2 separate regions of the Ovis canadensis genome follow, and region 1 is linked to region 2. A link is a contact called in public Hi-C data. All regions are on one chromosome and are shown on one strand. The core of a region is the stretch at or near the end of the contact, and the rest is flanking DNA. Distances in the headings are between cores, read along the strand shown.

Region 1 (3,503 bases), core at 499-2,998, 200 kb before region 2:
TTTGGATTACTTTCTCTCTGCAAAATAATGACGCTGAATTAAGTTAATAATAAATAACTAATAATCAGCTGCTGAAGTTCCTCACAAACAGAAAATTCTGTACTTCTGCCGTCCGTGAAATTAAGACGTCAACATGGTTTCAAAACAAGAGTAAAGAAGCCTTAATTTCTCAAAGTGGTAATGCTATAAACATCAGTTTCCTACCTTATCTCAGTATCAAGGTTCAGATTTTACCTATCCAGTTTTCAAGTTCGTCAAAGAAAGTTTCATGATTCAAAGGGTATTCCTCCCACCCTCTATACTAAAACTGTTTCTTTAAAACAAGATCCTAAGGAAAATGCATAATGAAAGGCAGTGCGAGCTGAGGAGACTACTCCACATCAAACCTGGAACGCACTAACTAAAATTCAGTATTGCACTTTGTATGTGAGTTCCTACATGAAACTCCCGCCATGCTTTAGTTTAAGGTTAAACAGGTTAATAGAATCCAATAAAATGGCTCTATTGAATTATACTGGATTTCTTTGCAGCAGCTCCTTTACCTGACCATTCTGTTGAGCTTTAAAATCAACTTCAGGGGTAGCACCCAGGAACCAAGGCGAGCCACGGCTCACGGGGGCTGCACTCTGCAACCCACCTCATGTGGAAAATCACCGTCAACGCACGTTTTCCACTTCAAACTGTGATACGGTGGAGGAAAAAGTGCATAGCCTTCTCTTTGAACCTCCCATCACACTGCCTCCAGGCGCTAACTTAAGAATTATCTCGAAGATAATCTAATGCAGTACAGTTCTCAGAAGACTCTATAAAGTTGCCTTCGCCAGAGAGGAGAGGGGGGAAAAAAAACCTCGCCCGTAAAGGTTAAATTACTATAGTACTGCAACTTCGCTGTTGGGTTCGTGTCTGGATTTACAGGATTAATTCCGGGGCCATTTCCACCAGTACAACTGCCTGGATCCCGATTAAAACAAAGTGTATGCTGGATCCTCATGGGAGACAAGTGGCGGGGGTGCGAAGAGTGAGTGAGGTCGTAAGTCTCTGCAGACTAAGTAAGGGGCTCCTGAGGTCAGGAAAGTGAGGGCACTAATTGGGCCAGATGGAAAGGGTCCTTCAGGCAGGCCTGCGGGCGCGCGGCGCGAAGGACCACCGGCCCGGCAGTCTCAAGATCGGCGAGGAGGGCCTACGGCCGAGCCCGGGAACCTGGCCTCCTCCCAGCCAGAAGGCGACGCGCCTCCACCCACTCCCGCGGCAGAGCGAAGAGGCGGCAGCGGCGCGCCGAGCGGCGGGAAGCCGGCCCGCAGAAAACGTAGAACCCAAGAAAAGGGAGTCAGAAAATGGCCAGTGCGCAGCAAGACTGATACGCAGCAGCCCGGGTGCCCGGCGGACCGCGGCACCGCCAGCGCAGCGCGTGCGCCCGGGAAGCACACCGCCCGCGAGGCCCTCAGCTCCGCCCCCCCCCCTCCCCCGGCTCCCTGCGCCGCCGCCGCCGCCGCCGCCAAAACCCCTCTGGGAACTCCGAGCCGCGCGGTCCCGCGAGGCGGGCGCCTTGGAGCGGAGGGGAGGGGCTGCGCTCCCCGCCTCCCCGCCGGCCCGCGCGGCTCCCCAGCCCGGAGCCTACTCACCTCCTCCTCCTCCTCCTCCTAGTCTCTCCCTCCTGGCCACCGGCGCGGCCCAGCCGGCGACGCGCTGACGCCGGGCCCCTCCCCCGCGGCCGCAGCCGCCGCCGCCGCCGCCGCCGCCGCCCCGCCCGGCCCGCGGCCGCAGCGGCCTCGGGGCGCGTCAGGCGCATGCCCCGCCCACTGGGTCCGCCCACGCGCTCAAGACTCCGCCTCCAGCGCTGCCGGGACTCTGCTAGTCCCTGACTCAGCGGCCGCTCCCGCCCTCTGGAGAATACCGCATGTGGGCTCACTACCCCCGCACCTCTTTTTACCTGTTCACTGCCCGAGGACCTCGCTTTGCCGCCCACCTCCCCACCTTTCCCATCTCTGGATCGCACCCCTGTCTTCCCCTTAAGGTTTTTAGTACTCTTTCCTCAACCCCTAGTCTGGTTGTAAGCTCTCATGCCTTCTTTTCTTTCTAGAAGATCTTCTCTGCTCACTAGGTCAGCCTCAGTTTGCAGTTTCTTGCCAGTCCTTCCCTCCTGGTCCCCGTTCCTCTCCCCTCCCTGCTGGAGCCTCAGGGTCCTCGTACGCACTGGACTTCTCCCCTGCCACCGCTACCTGCTGTGCAGCTCGCACTTCCTGAGCGCCTGCTCTGCCAGCGCGTTCTAATTTCCCTCCCTCTGGTCACGTCGGAACCCTGTGAAAAGGCTCGCTTCTTCCTTTACCTACATTTTGAGCGTCTTTTCTGTTCTGACTACTCCAAATACTTCAGATGCAGTGTAGGAGTTAAACAAATGCATGTGCGCTACCCCACTCACCTGAAGAGTCTCTGAAATAGTTAAAATTCACAAAACTGGGTCTTCCTTGGTTGTCCAGTTGCTAAGACTTGGTCCTTCCAGTGCAGGGGGCTTGGATTCGATTCCTGATCAGGAAACTAGATCTGGCATGCAGAAAGTAAAAAAGGATCCTGAATGCCACAATGATGAGGGAAGATCCCAATTACCACAACTAAGACCCAGTGCAGCCAATAAAGTATTAAAAAAAAAAAAATTCACAAACCTGAGCAATAGCAGTGGTGCCTCTTAGACTTGCATGGGTTCCCTCCAATCTTTTTCTGTGCAATAATATATTAAATGACACAATTCCTGTTGGGGATTAAAGTTCACACATTTTGCCTGTTACTTTCTCTGCAATCTAACCTCACTTTAGCTCTTTTATTTATAAAATTCATATTCAGTAGAAGAGCACCAGGATCTTTTAGATCTCCTGTTTTCTTACCTGTAAAAGGAGGAATGTGTTTCTTCCACGTTTCAATTTCTGTGATTCCGAATCAAAGGGTTTTGTATTTGGAAAGCGCTTGTGGGTTAAATGAGTTAGAAAAAGGCAAAACATGCAAATGTAACTAGAACTCCAGTAACTTCATTTTAAAAACTGCAACTTGGAAGAGTTGGACTGTGATGTGGAAATGAATTAAACATAACAAAATGAGGGAAACTGATTAGGCCTTTGGAAGCAACATCCACAAGTTGCTTTAAATTATGTGAGTAAACATTATTATCCTTAAATTGAAGAGTAAAAACTATCTTCCATTCTAAACAAAATCCAGGCTCTATGTAGACCCTTGAAGTTTAAAACCATTGTTGAACTGAACAACAGCATTATAAGCATTTGAAAGCCTAATCAACCATCTGTCCATCCCCTTTAACACAAATTGGGAAACAGAAAACTATAAATGCCAAAAGCTGAAAGTGAGTGTTCCTAAAAACACATAAAATAGTAAATCCTATCCATGGAACAAGTACAAGAAGAACCCCAAAGGCTATGGCTGCCATTTCATTGCTCTGGAAATCCAGTCTTAGAATGTTATAATTAACTTATCAAGTATTTATCATCTGGAGTCTA
Region 2 (3,383 bases), core at 345-2,844:
AGACTTACGCACGATTGCATATAAATACATGTTTAATAAAGTAAGCTGCTAGTTTTATGAGCATGTGTGTGTGAGGGACAGACAGGGCATTTGTGCTGTAAACTTTATCTTTGCCTGTTATTTCTAACTCTGGAGTTAGTAATCTTACCTTCATCATTATAGGGGGAGCATGTAAAATATGTAAGTAGGTGGGAGACACACATATTCATGTTAACCGGGATCACCCCTGTTCCTGGTAACTCCTGCTATCTCGACTTTTTAGTGCCAAAGTATGGAATGGGATATTTGAGTGTATGTATCTTCTGTCTCTATATGACTTTGCCATTGGAAATACAATTTCAAAAGTTATTCTTAATTTAAAACCCTAATGTCCTGACGGCAGTTTTCTTCCCAGCTGTAGTGAGCCCCCCCCCCCTCCACTTTGGTAAACGACTCAAGTTCCATGAGGACTTTCACTTCTTTATTTATCATCACAGAAGTGAGGTGTTACTTCACATACATACACACACAAAGAATGAAATAAAGAAATGAAACTCGCTAAGCAGACAAAAACAGGCAACTTTCTACTTAGAAAACAGCCTTCTTCGGTGGGAAAGGTTGGACTGCCATATCTAAGAGAAAGACTTGATCCCGAATTTGGTAGGTTTGTATCCATCAAGTTTTGTAATTATTAACAGGTATTTGCCAAGTTTTAATTGCTGAATACAATGAATTGGAACTAGAGTGAAAATAGAGCAAAATCTCTCCCCTCGAAGAGTTTTTATTCCAACCATACAGATCTCAATAAAACTTTTCCAAGGCTGGGTAGTAAAAGGCACCTTTGGTTACCTGAATGGACAGGTACGGGGCAAATTATTTGGGGGAGGGAAAAAAGGGGGGAGAAAAAGAAGGAGAGAGACACAGGGAGTGCGAGAAAAATCGAAGAAGTCATTCTTGGGAAAAGCTTGCCATAAAGGAGCTAAACCCACCTGAAATTCCTACCCACAGACACTCCTTCTCACTTTAGACTCACATCCCCACTTAAAAGGAGAAAATCATAAAAGGAAGGTGGGGGGGTGACCATGCCAAAAAGGAATAAAAAGAGAGAAAAGGGGGAAAAAAAAAAACCTACCTGCGAAGTCTTGTTTGTAGTTTTGGCCAGAAATGGTGAGAAGAAAAAGCATGAAGAAGCCGCGAAGTGTGGGGGAGAAAAAGGTGGAAGCGAAGAAACAGCTCCCGGAGCAAACTGTACAAAACCTCGCCAAGAGTGTCTGGAGGCAGGACCGTTATTCCTGCGGAGCAGGTTAGAACTGATCTCTTTCGGCCACTCCAGGAAACACAAACCTGGGGACGGACTGACGTGTTACGCCTCTTCTAATGACATTTTTTTCTTTTTCTTTTCTGTAGGAGAGAGAGAGACCCTGAAACACGCGCCACCTATCTTTGTGGGGAGGGATAATTGAAGCGCCCTGAGCGTGAGCATCATGTGAAAACGTGATCGCCAAGTTTCTCTCTGGGAAAGGATCTGGGATAGATTATACCTTGAAGTCTCCGCAAACGCTTTAGTGGAAGAAATGAAATTCCACCTCCCTCCCTTCCTCTCTCCCTCCCTTTCGCCTCCCTCCCTCCCTCCCTCTCTTCTCCACGCCCCCCCTCCCACCCCCCCCATCCCCCCCCACCCCCGTCAAGCCTTTGGCATCATTATCCTCATCACTAAATCCTACAGAGTACAGGGCGGAAAACGGTGCACACCATTCACAGAACTGGAGAACTCTAAGGGGCGAAAGTTAAAGGGAAAGATCCCGGTTCCTCAATCCACATCGCCTCTTCTTATACAGATATCTCTAATAACCAGATTTGAGATGCACATTAAGTTGTGTGGATTTCTCAGCACGGTTTCTGGAACTAAATTTTTTGCCCTTTCTCGTATTATTATTATTATTATTATTATTTTCTTTCAAGATGCCAGAGCCAGAGGGGGAAAATTGCTGTTATGTGAGCTGCATTTTAGGGCATGTGTGTTGGGGTGTGTGTATGTGATGAATTTCTGGATTGGATCCCAATACTAAAAAGTAGTTTGGCATTTTTAAAAAGGGTCTCTAAGTAAATTAACATAGAGCGCTGAGTTGACCGATCTCTGAATCTCTCTACATCTCAAGGAGACTTCACTACAAAGTGAGGGAGTGTGTGGAGGGAGGCAGGAGGAAAAGGAGAAAGGCCATAGAGGAATTTAGCAGGGAAGGAAGAGCACGATATTAAACGGCATGGGGTCTAAGTTTTGGAGTATATATTTTTTGATATTGCAATTAAAGTAAAATTAAAAAGAAAAGACTCCACCTTTGCTCTGAAGGGATTGGTTATGTAAATATGGTAGGGATTTCCTGGAGAATACAGCTTTCTACTGTATGGTTAATTAAATAATCACTCAAAAGCTTCCAACGTGACGCTTCTGTCGTAATCCAATCAGGTTACATAGGTCCTAAACAAGAAAGATATTTTCCACATCTGGAAGTCAGCAATTTAGCAAGTACTGCACATTATTAACCAATTCAGAGCCTACTTCCCAGGGGAATTTTTTTTGAAGTTTAAGTGTTCTTAACCAATGCTCTGCTGTTTTGTTAATCAAAAAGCTGGTTTACACTGCACATAATTGGAACTAATATAGAAGTAAATAAAGACAGCCAAATTTGAGGATGCTGAGCACAGGCATTTATCGGAAAAGGAAGAAATCTCTTAGCCTCCAGTGGTTCAGGCTCAATTTCTTAAAGAACTGTGAGGCTTTTTTTTTTTTTTTTAAAGAGTGAAAGTGCTTGAGGACCTCAGAGCACAAATAAACTTTCAGTCCCACAGTCTTTGCAAAGGTAAAGGTGGAGGTGTCAAGAGGACTGAAGGATAGCCTCATGCCATTTTTTTCCTGCTTTAATATTGTTAATATGTTACAGCCCCCTGTTTTCAGTCTGATGAAATCTGAAACAAATAACACCCTGATCCAACACTACACTTTTACTCACATTAAGATAAACTGCTTTGAACTGTACTTTGAATGTGTGCCTAAAGCAAGACTTTGAATGCAAGAGTCACTGGCAATTGCACTCAAGAGGAGGGAAAAGCCACCACTTGGTTTGCCACATCCACACTCCCAGAGGTGCACAGCTTTGTATTTTGTATGTTTATTGGGGAGGGGGCAATAGCCACCCAGCATGACCACAACCAACACTTACTTTAGGATGTGAGGAAGTAAATTTTCACAGTTGATTACAGACTCACCTCTTTGCTACCTTAAGCATTTATTACAATGAGAATCATCTCCCCCACCCCACTCATATAATTTACTTATAGAGGAGCATTGGAGACCCGCCTAAAATTTAATAATAAAAAAAATTAAAGATTTCCACCATGGGTCA

What was found. A called contact is a pair of places that touch in the nucleus more often than the background predicts.
Region 1: a contact with region 2 is called in a Hi-C map of lung, with 3 times the contacts expected there. The contact joins the promoter of GTDC1 here to the promoter of ZEB2 in region 2. A contact is called at or near these places in 2 of 2 Hi-C or Micro-C datasets (fibroblasts and lung).

The regions. Positions count from the first base shown.
Region 1 is chr2:171,091,845-171,095,347 of ARS-UI_OviCan_v2, reverse strand. It overlaps GTDC1 (glycosyltransferase like domain containing 1), which reads right to left and starts at 1,748. Exons shown (of 12, transcript XM_069577646.1): 1 at 1,623-1,748.
Region 2 is chr2:170,891,579-170,894,961 of ARS-UI_OviCan_v2, reverse strand. It overlaps ZEB2 (zinc finger E-box binding homeobox 2), which reads right to left and starts at 1,594. Exons shown (of 10, transcript XM_069577636.1): 1 at 1,112-1,594.